Linked DNA regions of Mus musculus: region 1 is linked to region 2. Evidence: chromatin contacts called from public HiChIP or PLAC-seq data. All regions are on one chromosome and are shown on one strand. The core of a region is the stretch at or near the end of the contact, and the rest is flanking DNA. Distances in the headings are between cores, read along the strand shown.

What was found. HiChIP or PLAC-seq counts read pairs in DNA pulled down with a chosen protein or histone mark.
Region 1: an H3K27ac HiChIP or PLAC-seq map of regulatory T cell precursor shows a contact between it and region 2, with 5 times the contacts expected there. The contact joins two enhancer-like sites. A contact is called at or near these places in 11 of 39 promoter capture datasets (the C10 cell line, cranial neural crest, embryonic stem cells and 6 more), 1 of 15 datasets of contacts at CTCF or cohesin (pro-B cells), 2 of 484 Hi-C or Micro-C datasets (the P5424 cell line and granulocyte-monocyte progenitors), 5 of 115 datasets of contacts at active chromatin or transcription factors (bone marrow-derived macrophages, embryonic stem cells, epiblast stem cells and 2 more) and 1 of 9 other capture datasets (embryonic stem cells).

The regions. Positions count from the first base shown.
Region 1 is chr15:98,064,824-98,071,414 of GRCm38.p6, reverse strand. Senp1 (SUMO1/sentrin specific peptidase 1) reads left to right here. Exons shown (of 18, transcript NM_144851.5): 7 at 4,554-4,657; 8 at 4,740-5,011; 9 at 6,542-6,591. It overlaps Gm25668 (a small nucleolar RNA gene), which reads right to left and starts at 1,661; the gene lies at 1,535-1,661. Within about 2 kb of position 4,679, at least 23 of the 459 cell types and tissues checked have an H3K27ac peak or open chromatin away from gene starts, as enhancers often do. A contact at or near this core is called in the P5424 cell line and regulatory T cell precursor, where this site is marked.
Region 2 is chr15:98,510,910-98,516,998 of GRCm38.p6, reverse strand. No RefSeq gene overlaps it. Among named protein-coding and RNA genes, the nearest start is that of Snora34, 5.9 kb to the left of the region's middle. Within about 2 kb of position 2,713, at least 95 of the 459 cell types and tissues checked have an H3K27ac peak or open chromatin away from gene starts, as enhancers often do. A contact at or near this core is called in the P5424 cell line and regulatory T cell precursor, where this site is marked.

The DNA of each region.
Region 1 (6,591 bases), core at 3,430-5,929, 450 kb after region 2:
ACTGCTCTACTAGAAATCAGTAAGAGTGAGAACCCTTGTTTTGTTCCTGAGTTTAGAAAAAACACCTTTCATTTTCCCCCCATTCAACATATCCCATAAATACTATAGGGTATTTATACACTCTTTTTGTTTTCTTACTTTTTACTTTTTATTGATTCTTTGTGAACATCACATTATGTATCCTGGTCCCACTCATCTCCCTATCCCCTCATACCTGCCCTCTACACTTGCTACCTCCTCTGCAACAGGAAAAAAAAAATCTCCTTGTGAGCTGCAGTGTATCACACTGTATCCACAGAATTCCCTTTTGTCCACACTTCTTTGCTTGCAAATGTTCATTGCAGTGATATGTTGATCTGGTACAAGGCCTCTGGCTTCTGCTACTCACTGGGACTCCTCAGATCCCCTGTTGTTGCCATGGAGATCCTGCAGTTTTTGGATCTGTAGGATCAGCACTGCAGTAGTTCGTTGATGGGGTTGGACCAATTGAAAGCTCTGGATCTGGACCTGAGAGGTATCGGAGATGGTCAGCCCACCAGCTCTCATGCTCTCGTGCCTCCAGGAACAGCTCACCTATGACCCCCACAACCAGAGCCTGCTGCCAAGGCAAGGTGCTGCAGCCAGTGAAGGATATGGCCAGTTCTCCCGCTCTCAAAATCCTGGAACCAACTTTACCTTCTGCCACAGATGGTGAGGGAGGAAAGGAGGGCATCTCTCCCTCCTCTGCACCACTATCTAGCAGACAAGAGGCAGGGCTGACTCCCACTCTGGCCCTTGTGGAGCCGGCTCACCTGCAACCCACACAGGCAGCTGGCTATGGGTGGAGTCGGCTCTCCTGCTGTCATGTCTCTAGGGCCAGCTATCCTACAGTGCCCAGGTGAGGAGCAGGACAAGATTTGCACAGCCCTCAGACATCAACATGTCCCCATGGTGGCCCAAACCAGGGACATCTGCCTAGCCTTTGGTGGTAACAGACCTCTGCTGCTGCAGGGCCACCAACCCAGACAGGTCCCCCAGTGTCAGCACAGCCCAGGAACCCACCCATCATAGGTCATAGGTGGCATCACCAGCTACTCACATCAAGCTGTTTCTCACTACCCTCAAGTCTCCAGTTCTTCCTCTCTTCATTGTGCCCATATCGTTCTGTTTCTCTGTCTCTTCCATTTCTCCAGCCCTTACTTGCTCCTCTTAGTGGCATCTGTGGTCTCTGAGTGTCTGGGGGTCGATTCAGGAGTGATTATGGTGCTGGGCAGGGCTCATCTTAAGCATGATCTGTCCTGTCCTCCCCCCAGGCCTGGGGGTGGCAGACTGGTGTTCATCACAGGCTAGCTTCCTATCTGGACTCCTTGACATCAGTCTGTGGTGGTCATTTCTGGCTCATTCCTCTACTGGCCCACCCAAGTGGCCATCTGTCTAGGCTCATTCCCACCTGGGGCCCGTGGCCCCTGGCAGTGTTCTCCTAGTCTCTGGCTTGCTTCCTGTCCAGGCCCTTGGTGCCAGTTTGGTGGCTGTCCCAGGGTCTGTGTTTTCAGGGAGTATTAAGCGTCTAATCATTCAGATGTCCACAGGTCAGAACCCTGAACACAGACATGGCCCTGTCCTATCTGCCACCTACTGACACACACGGGACACAGCAGCCACACCTGCATCACCTCTAGGCTTTATGGTATGCGGCATCTTACCTTCAAGGCTTTGAACTTGAAGGGCATTGAGCTCTGTCAGACTTGCGTTTGCAGCTGTGGGGACGATAGTGAGATACTACGTCTTGCTTTCTGCTTGTGAGTGATTGTGTTCCCTGACATGTGTGTCAGCCTTGCATCACTGGAGTAAAACCATGGTCTACACTGTTCCTATTGTGTTGAGTTTTCTTTGGAACTTATTTAGGATTTTTACATCTATGTTCATCAAAGGATTTGGTTTATTTTCACTAAAGGTAGGTGGATCTTAGTGAGTTCAAGATTAGGCTCATCTACAAAGCAAGTTCAGGAAAGCCAGGGCTCTTTCACACAGAGAAATCCTATCTCAAGAAACAAAACAAAATAGAAAAAAAATTTTGGTTTATCATTTTCTTATTGTGTCCTTATCCAGTTGTCTCAGGGTAGTACTGGCTCTATAGAATGAGTTTGAAAGGTTGCTTTCCTATTTGTGGAATAGTTTGAAGAGCATTGGTATTGGTTCTTAAGTCTGGAAGGATTCTTGGTCAATGTCTGGTCCTGGTTTTCTATGTCAGGAGACTTTGATTAGTGCTTCAGTATCATTATTGATCTGTCTAGGTTATTGTTGTACTGCATTCAATTTTGTTAGGTCATATAAATATCTAAAAATATATACATTCCTTCTGGATTTTTCCAGTTTATTGGAATGCATACATGTTTTGAAAATTTTGCTCTTTTTTTTCTTTTTGTGTATTTTGTCTTGTTTTTAGAGACAAGGTTTCTCTGTATAGCCCTGGCTGTTCTGTAACCACGCTGCCCTCAAACTCAGAGGTCCACCTGCCTCTGCCTCCTGAGCTAGGACTGAAGGTGTGCACCACCACTGCCCACTGGAAATAGTGTTCTCTTTCTCTCCCTCTCTTCAGTGACATCCAACTGTAGTCATTCTGCGTGCGCACAACAATTCTGATTTTCCTTTAGGTCGCTGTGGGGCTGTGCTGTCTCCATGGCAGCCCTTACTCCCTGACGTGGGATCTCCCAGGTGAACTCACAAGTCACCCGCACACCCAGTCTGCCTAGCTAGATTGCTCCAGGAATTCCATCTCCACCTTGTGAACACTGGAGTTCTAGGCAGGCTGCCGTCTATTCCCCAATGGCGTTTAGCTGGTCCTGGGGAGCCAGAGCCCATCCTCGGCTCTGTCTGCTCTCAGCCTAGAACGGATCTCTTTATGGTTTTATTTGGGAGGAGCAGCCTTTTCTTGGAGGCTCATCCTCATATCACCCAGAAGGGAAAAATCAAGCTGCCAAGACAGCAGCGACACAGAAGCAAAACAAAGACAAGAAACAGTGAAGGACAGTCACTAGGCCACGGACATAGGGAGGGAGGGAGGGAGGGAGGGAGGGAGGGAGGCAGCAGCAGTGTAGAATACACTGGGAACTTAAAAGTTAGTAAAGGTAAACATGAGAAAAACTGAAGAGTTAAAACAAAGGAGTCTAGGAAAGAAAAAAGGAAGAAAGAAGCAAGGGTACAGGAAAAGAGTAATTTACAGAAAACAAAGACATTTAACATTTTCCTACTGTCGGGGGTCAGAGATAAGACTTGAGTCCTACTCTCTGGCCAGTAATTAAATCCTGCCGCTCCAGAACTTTATTCTACAGGATCCCGACCCCTTGGGACCTCTGTCCACCAAACGCTTGCTTAGTTTTTCCTTTTGTTTTAATCGTTTAGCTGTCAACTGTCAGGAGATTGGAGTGGTCATACTTCACAATTGAAATGTCTATGACAGTGCAGCAACAGTGAAAGGCTCGGGAAGGGAAACATTAGTGCCTGCTTACTTTCAGAATTGGTTACTTAGTTCATTCTGCTTTTACTAAGCCTTTACAATCACACAAAATGGTAGTGCTTCTATTGAATATGTCCTCTAATGCATTTTGTGAAAATGAGTGGCTGAGAAAAGCAAAGAAGCCGTGTCTGTTGGTGAGCCCAGCATGGCTGTGTGTAGAGTGGATGCTTGCACTTGCAGGAGGCCTTGTCTCCCTCCCTGTGACCTCCTTTTTTCTGCTCGTCCTTGATGTTAAGACTCCTGAGTGCACCAAGCACCTTCCTGTCTTAGGCTCGGTGTTTGTGTATACACAGCCTTCTACTCCCCATCTGCTTCCTCCCTTAGTTGAGGTTTCTGCTGAAAGGTCATCTTAGAGAGATTGTGCCTCTTCTTGCTCTTTGCCTCCATCACTTTTATCCCCCTTGTCCTTTAAGTTTCTTCATGCCATGAACAAGTTTTTGATTGACAGTCTTTGTAATAACTATAATATAAACTTCACAAAAGCTGGCAATTTATTTTATTCAGTTTGTGAGTCTCAAATGACTAGAGCACAGTAGATGTTCAGTTCAGTGAGTAAATTCTACAGATTATATGCTTTTTTTTTTTAAATACTAAATTGAGACTTAGAGAAAAATAAGTGAATGGTGGAGATAGAAGCCATCTTTAAAGAGTCCTTGCACCTGTGTAGAATAAGGAGCTGTTTGCAGGATACCTCTGATGGCAGTTGGCTGTATGCTTCTCTCCTCAGGACCTTTGTAATCAGCATCAGCACTCAAGGGGTTATTCAGCATTCTAATTTACAAGTCTTATTTTTGTACTCCTTATCATCTGAGTGATTAAATAATTGCTTCTGACTTTCTGGTTTCCTAGTCAATACCTTCTCAGCACTGTTAGCCCACCGTGGTTTTCCACAGCATGCTATCTCTGAAAGCTGAGTCTGCTTGTCATCTCCCACGCACAGTCATTAATGCATGATATTTCCCTATCTTCAGGACTGCTAGAGCTTTGGCAGAAAATCTGAGATCTACATGCCGATTTGAGAAGTGTGTTTAAGATCTTTTCTCTCTCTCCCTTACAGACAGTTCAAGAAGAAGAGAAGGAGATCTACAGACAGCTGCTGCAGATGGTCACAGGGAAGCAGTTCTGTGTAGCGAAACCCACCACACATTTTCCGTTACGCCTGTGAGTCACGAACGCATCTTTCGTATGAACGTAACTGTACAGTTTGCTACTTGATATTGAAACTGCACTCTTCTTTTACTAGGTCTCGGTGTCTTAGTTCCAATAAGAACTCTTTGAAAGACTCGCTGTTGAGAAACGGAAACTCTTGTGCATCTCATGTCATTGGTTCTGATACGTCATCCTCTGGATCTGCCAGCATTTTAACTGCACAGGAGCAGTTGTCCCACAGTGCACATTCCCTGTCATCTGGTACCCCAGATGTTGCCTTTGGATCCAAAGACTCTGATCCTCACCATCACCTCGCTGCACCTCATCAGCCAAATAGCTTACCAGCATCAAATACACAGTCCGAAGGTAAATAATACTAACAGCCAGGTAACTCTTCATTGGATCTGTTGTAGGCAAAACTGTAGTACATATAACTCAGTACATAATAGATTTTAATTGAATACATGTGATCCAGGTAGCTAAGCCGTGCTAACACCAAGCCCAGGTCAGATTCGTTCCTCTCTTCCCTCCTTTCTCTTCCCTCTCCCCCTCTCTTGCTCTTTAAAGGATGCTCCTTTCTCCTACGCACCCATGACTTGCTATACTATTTGATTTATTTCTAAAGGGCTCTTACTATGTATGTGCCCTGCCTGCTTGGCACTTGCTATGTGGTAGGCTGGCCTTGAACTCGTGCCAGTCCTCCCCAGAGAGCTGGGATTACAGGATCCTCTACCATGCTAGGCTAAATGTTTTAACTTCCTGAGAAGAGTCAAAGCTCACTCAGCCCAGCTGCTTCAGGGATTGCTTTTTGTTTCTCTTACTTTATAATGCACGTGGGAGGTTCTCTGCAGTTCTGTGGACTCTCAAACATTAATCAAGTATTTATCGTATACCCCTTAATTTTGATAGATGCTTCAAAATTCAGAGTTTAAAGACATTTTGGAAACGAGTCTCCTGCCTGACTTTGAGCTAACCCAAATACCTGGCCTAAGCCTTGGTGCTGGTAAAGACTCTGTGATGTAGTTAATCCTCATTTTTAAATATGTCTTCAGATTATAATGGAAAACAAGTTTTAAATTAAGTGATTAGATAGTAGGACTCTTTGGACATACACAGCACCTATCTCCTTTCTCAGTTCATTTGATTTTCTATTGTTATTTTCTATTATTATTACTATTACTATACTCACTGTCTGAAAATTTTTACTTGGGGATTCAACTTTTGGTGATATCACTATTTAACTACACATTATTTATATTACATTTTATGAAGTAATTTATTGAGAATACTCTTAATTTCCAAAAATCTAAAATTAAAAAATTCTTCAACCTCAGAAATACCTATCATGTAGTAGGATTCTGAGATGGAGCTAGACTGGAACAACGTGTGGCATAGCATTGGCCGTGCCCTAGTATAAGTGAGGGCGGAGTCCCAGCACTGGAGAAGGTCAGGAGCCCTGCCCTCAGTGAGTGTTCAGAGACACGGGGGAAAATCTGTACATCCATATGGGGTCTATAAGTCTGCCTGTGTCGTTGTCGTCTTCCCTTTTTAACCCTAGTTTAGTATGTGTTATATTATGAACTCAAGACTTAAAAATTGTGCCATGTCTTGTTCCCTAGAGACAGGAGGAGGGAACACAGAGTAGGCACAGTCTATGGGTAGATGCTGATGGACAGATGTGCTTGTGCCTCTGATGGCTCTTATTTGTGAGGCACAGTGGAGCTGCTCCTCTCTCTTCCATCTTAACTGTATGCTTAGGCTGGCTGCTGTTTGCCCTATGCTTAATGTTCTGCCGTCGACGTATAACATGACACCATGTAGACGCTTCAACTTAAATGAGAACTGGTAAGTGCTCAGTTTTACCATAATGAAATGCTCTTGTGTTTCTCTATTTAGGGTCAGACTCTGTGATTTTACTTAAAGTGAAAGAATCTCAGACTCCAGCT
Region 2 (6,089 bases), core at 1,464-3,963:
GAGTCTCAGCCTTGGCTGGCCTAGAACCCTCGGTAGACCAGGCTGCTTCAGACTCGGGTCCTCCCGCCTCTGACTCCCTAGTGCTGGGGTTAAAAGCATACGTTACCATACCTGGCTTTATTTTTTTTTTCTCCTTTTAAAATAAGTTAGTTTGAGCCAGGCATGGTGGCACACGCCTTTAATCCCAGCACTCGGGAGGCAGAGGCAGGTGGATTTCTGAGTTCAAGGCCAGCCTGGTCTACAGAGTGAGTTCCAGGACAGCCAGGGCTACACAGAGAAACCCTGTCTCGAAAAACCAAAAAGTAAAGTTAGTTTGTTGGGCTTAGGGAGTGGCCCAGCAGTTAAGAGCTCAGGCTGCTCTTCCAGAGAACCCAGGTTTGATTCCCAGCCCCTGTCTTCAGACACACCAGAAGAGGGCATCAGATTCCATTACAGATGGTTGTGAGCCACCACGTGGTTGCTGGGTGATGTGTTAGAATAGCAGCTTGCGTCTGAACACAGCACACTAGGCCAAAACAGTCCCACATGTAAGAGGTTTATTGGGAGAGAGAGAGGCAAGGAAGGTGGCGGTGGAAAGAGAAAGGGGGTGGGGGGAGAGGGAGAGAGGGAGAGAGAGAGAGAGAGAGAGGTAGTCACAGGTAAAGGTGGGAGGTGAGCCCAGTGGATTCTGGGAATATGGTGACTGTTGTCTTGGCAACAGGTATGTAGGTTGCACTGTCATTTATGTGATGTCACAGGTTTCCAGAGGTCCTGATGCCAACACTGGGAATTGAACTCAGGAGAGCAGTCAGTGCTCTTAACCGCTGAGCCATCTCTCTAGCCCCGACCAAGTGGATTCTTTTATTTAGACAAAGGGAAGTGGCATGCGTCAGAACCATCTTTATTCCTAGTCACCTTTACTTCACTGGTCTCTGCTCTCTCAGCCTCCGTTTCCTTATAGTCTTCCCTTTCCTGGTCTTGACAATGCCACTCCCACTCCCGGCCCTTTAAGGCTGGCTTTACCCTTCCTTTAGCTCTTTGTATAGCAATATCTTTTCTTTATTTTTCTCTGAGTCTGTCAGTCTTCTGCTAGCAAGGCCATTTCACTCTGCAGGAGTGTTGTTTCTTCCATACCTGCTTCTTTGGACTACAACTGCATTCTCCCTTGATTCTGAGGCAATAGTCAAAAATAAGGCTGAAACAGTGTAGCCTGTAAACACAAACCCCTCATCTGCTCCCGTTCTACCTCCAAGTCAAGGACATAAAGACCCATTAAGTTATTTAGTAAGTTGGAAGTCTAGGCTGGGAAGATGTCGTCCACTCTAACCCTCCAGGCTACTGCTTAGCCACTCGGTTCTTTATCTTCCTTCTGAGCTTCTCCCTGGCTTGCTCTGCTCCACGTGAGTCCCCATGGCGAGTCCCTTGGTGACCTGCTCATCATGACATCTCCTGGACCCTCTGCCTCATGGCCACATCTTGGTCTGTCCACGAGGGCTCTCTAACCTCTTCTCCTCTAGTTAGGGTGTGGCTCAGCCCTTAGCACACACCTTTAATCCCAAACAATGAAAGTAAAGTTGGTTTGTAGAAGGAAGCACCCTTGTTTGAAAGTGGTGTTTAATTGAGTGGCAGACAAAGTGACGAATCAGAGAGATTTGCCAGAATAGAATACGCCCAGCTCTCATGAGAAGAGAAAGGAAAGGGAGGCTACTTCAGAGGAAAGTGCAGAAAAAGGAAAAAGAGGAGGAGGAAGAAGAAGAGGCAGTTTTCCTGGGAGAGCTTTACAGTGACAGGTCACAGAGAGAGGACACGGGTGAAGACAGAACAAGCCAGAGACTGAGAAGGAGCCAGAGGATTAGAACAGATTGCTAGAGTTAGTTTGAGGCCAAGCAGAGCAAAAAGTCAGATGTCAAGAGAGAAGTGGATTGAATCAGTCAGCTTGGAGAGGAGTTTGAGCCAGAACAGCTGAGTTGAAGCAGCCAGTCAGAGATCAGAAGGAACAAGGGAGGGTGAGCTTATTTAGCGGTAAGTGCCAGAGACTGACATGTCCTAGGCTTAGATAAGATTGTATGGCAGCTAGAAGCTTCCAGGACTAGGCCTAGGTTAGCAGACAGAGGCAGAAAGCCTCCAAGACAACCATGACTACAGGAGAATAAAAAATCACTTTAACATCTCTGTGCCCAGAAGTCAGCAGCATCTAGAATATACAGTGTGCAAGACCAAGCCCCAACCAAGGAGCCTGCATCAGTGACTTGTGCACCACTGTAGCAGAAGCAGCTGTCAGAGCAACCTAAGGCAGGAAGGATGCTCACCGTCTTAGAGATGTCGGCAGAGATGTGTAGAATCAGAGCAGCTCACATCGTGGTGGCCAGGGACCAGACAAAGGGAGCATAGGAGGGACCCAGGGCAAGATATAGCCCCAAGTGCACACCCCGGGGACCCAACTCTTCAAGTAGGCCCCGTCTCCCAATTGTGTCATAAGACTATGGCTCCATCGTTTGGTCAGAGATGACCTGTTAATCTAGTCAGAATCCTTGTGATCTAATCACATCTAGAAGTGTCTTCTGGTGACACCTCCACGCATATTCTCTTGGCTTTTTCTCAAGCCAAACAAGTGACAAGATTAACCACCCCAGAGCTGGGGAGATGGCTTCGTGGTTAGCAGAGCTGGGGAGATGGCTTCGTGGTTAGCAGAGCTGGGGAGATGGCTTCGTGGTTAGCAGAGCTGGGGAGATGGCTTCGTGGTTAGAAGCACTTTACTTTTTTCCGGAGGACCCACGTGACCTACAACTGTCTGTAACTTCAGTTCTAGTGAGAGGCCAAATCTTGTAAGTTCAGACTCCATTTTAGAGACCCTGACCTGAGTTTGAACTCAGGTAAACTGACAGGCTGGTACCTAGCATGAGTTTCCAAGTTGCCCCCCAACAAAACCCGAGCCTAGCTCTAGTCTCTAGGGTAATCCCCAACAAGACCAGCATTTCCAGGTTATTCCCCCAACAAACCTGCACCCCCAGGTTACAAGCCCACCCCCTGCCTAACGACCACCAATGCAGAGGGGAGCAGAATCTAAGTTTATGATGTGACTCCCAGCACCAGCCAATTATGCTAAAGGCCACAGGAGCTTGCCAATGAGATGCTTGCACACACACTCCCTGCTTGCTGCTTACTCTAAAGTCTTGCTTCATAGACATTCGGGGCTCCCCCACTACCAAAACCATCCTGAGTGATGGTGGTGCATTGGGGAGGCCTGAGCTAGCTCGAATAAAGACCCTGCTGTGAGTTACATCAGATTGGCTCCTGTCTGGTTTTTTTGGGGGGATCACTAACACTTCCCTGGCACAACACTATGGGGTCCAGTGCCCTCCTCTGACCTCTGAGATCATCAGGCATGCACATGGTGCACAGACATGTCTGAAGGTGAAATACCTATACTCATATAATTTTAAAAAATAATAAAAATAACAAAATTAATGATTATAAATCCCTTTGGGTGTGTCGAGGATCCTGTAGCCCAGTGGTTATCAGCCTTGGGGGTGGGCCAAGCAATCCTTTCACAGGGGCTAAATATCAGATATCAGACAGCCTGCATACCGGATATTTACATTGTTATTATCAGATGTTACATTACATCAGATTCATAACAGTAGCAAAACTAGTTATGAAGTAGCAACAAAATAATTTTATGTTTAGGACTCACTACACAGAAGGACGCCTAAGGAAGTGTATTAAAGGGTCACAGCGTTAGGAATGCAGAGGTCTGCAGCTGTCGCTGTTTTTGAGACCCGATCTTGCTGTGTAACCCTGCTGGTCTGGGGCTTGTCATGTGGCCCCGGGTGACCCCTAAGCCTACATTTGTCTTCTTGCCTTGGCCTCTCGAGCCCTGGCACGAACTGCAGCTCTGTTTCCTCTTGGTGAGAAATCTAGGTTTCCATTCCTCTTTCACAACGGACTTTCTGTTATGGCTATGTCTTCAAAATTTCCATCTACATTTTTTTTTTTAACACTGAGAGAATTCCAGGAACCTGAACAGAGCAGCTGGGCCCCGTGCCCTGTACTTCTTGCCAAGCCTGCCGACGGAATGCGGAGGGTGACTTTTGCTGTGCGTGACAGTGACCACACCATCTGTCTCTAGCCGTGTCTCTCCTGAACTATTCACATTTCACAAACGTGACTAAGTCACTTGTGCGTCATCCTTTTTGCACATTGCCCTCCCGGCTTTAAACAGTAACAACAGCAGAATTGCAGAGAGCGGAGACTTACCTGAGTACTTGGTCCTTATGGCTGAATGCCTCCCATTAGTCCCTCAGGAATGGTCTCTCGAGGGTGGTGGGGGTGGGTGGGTGGGTGGGGGTGGGTGGGTGGGTGGGGCAGTTCAACAGCTGATATTTGCTCCATCCCCAAGGCAGGGTGGCTTAGTACTGGTCTGGCACACAGAGGTCCAGAAGGTTCCTGGGGAGCTGTTGGTACCTAGTCTTGATGACAACTTATAAATACTGATTCTGACATCAGAGAGAATCATCCGTATCCCAGGCAAACAAACTCATGGCGAGAGGGAAGGCCAGAAGGAACAAAGGGGAGATAACGTCCTACCAAAACAACCTTTTTATCGGAGCTGCTACCAGGCCCACCCACAATCAGGGGAGGGCCTTCCCACACCAGTCAGATCAACTTCTTCAGAACATGTCTTCAGGCGAGGCTCCGTATTCGGTGATTCTAATCTGCGACAAGTTGACATTAAAACCAACCATAATATTTTTATTTTATAGATTCAGAATTAGCATCTATAGTAATATGTGCGTAAACTCGACACTGGTGGATTTATATAGGGAGAAGAGAGTAATTAGATTAAATTTTGAATAAGAATCTAATTCTGGAGCTGGAGAGATGGCTCAGTGGTTAAGAGCACTGGCTGCTTTTCCAGAGGTGCCCAGTTTCCCAGCAACCACAGGGTGGCTCACAACTATCTGTAATGTGATCTTTTGCTCTCTTCTGGCTTGCAAGCATACATGTAGGCGGAACATTGTATACATAATAAATAAATAAATAGGTCTTAAAAAAGAGAATCTAATCCTGTCAGTTAATAGTCAGATTGTTCTATGAGTGGACTAAATTCCTTTTATCACGGCACGTTTAGTCCTGTCATCAGGAGGCAGAGGTAGGCAGGTCTCTGAGTTCGAGGCAAATCTATTCTACAGAGCAAGTTCCAGGACAGCCAGGGCTACACAGAGAAACCGTTTCAAAAGCAAAAGCAAAAAAAAAAAAAAAAACCTAAACAAACAGAAAAATCTTTCACCTCCTCTAAGGCCAGGAAGCCTCACTTAAATTTCCATTTGTGGTAAACAATCACAAAGTAAGGATGTTGGAAGCGTGTTCATAACTCAAGGACTGCCTGTGCCTGTAGCTCAGAGGCAGAGCACACATGTGCCATGGGACTATCTATCCCTAACGCCGGGGAAGAAAGCAATGCGAGCCCACCCACGGAAGTACAGAATCCGCGTTCTCAAGACAATGTGCTGAGAAGCGGAAGTGCACAAAATGGGAACTGAGAGAGAAATGAAAAGCGTCTGCTTGTGCTTTAGAGAATGAATTCATTAACACCCCCCCCTCTTTATTTTAAATAAAAAATAAAACAGACTCTGGGCAAGTCCCACGCGATGCTGTATTCCAGGCTAGGGAAATAGGAAAGTAGCGCCTGGGCCAAAGGTGTCCAGTGCGGGAGCAGAGAACAGCCACAGGATAAATGTGCTTATATTCCCTGTACTATAATGGCTTTGCAGGAACTTGGAAAGCAAGAGAAAGCCCAGGGGAGTTACTCTGGATCTGGTTACTGAGTCTCTGGGACAAGGCAGATAGTGAAGTGTCCTGCTGACTGCGTAGGAGGCAGAAAAAATTAGCCTCCATTATAACCTATTCTTGAAAGCAAAGCTTACAGGTCCTGGGACCACAGAATCGGGGATAACACTTGCTAATGATCCAGGTGACCACTGGGACGCCTTTTATTATGGAGCCGATGCTGGTGAAACGTCAGAGACGGTTAATAAACACAACTCTACAATGCGGATAGTCTGAGAGTTAAGAGTGCGCCAGGCTTCCCATTGTAAACAGTTCCTCTA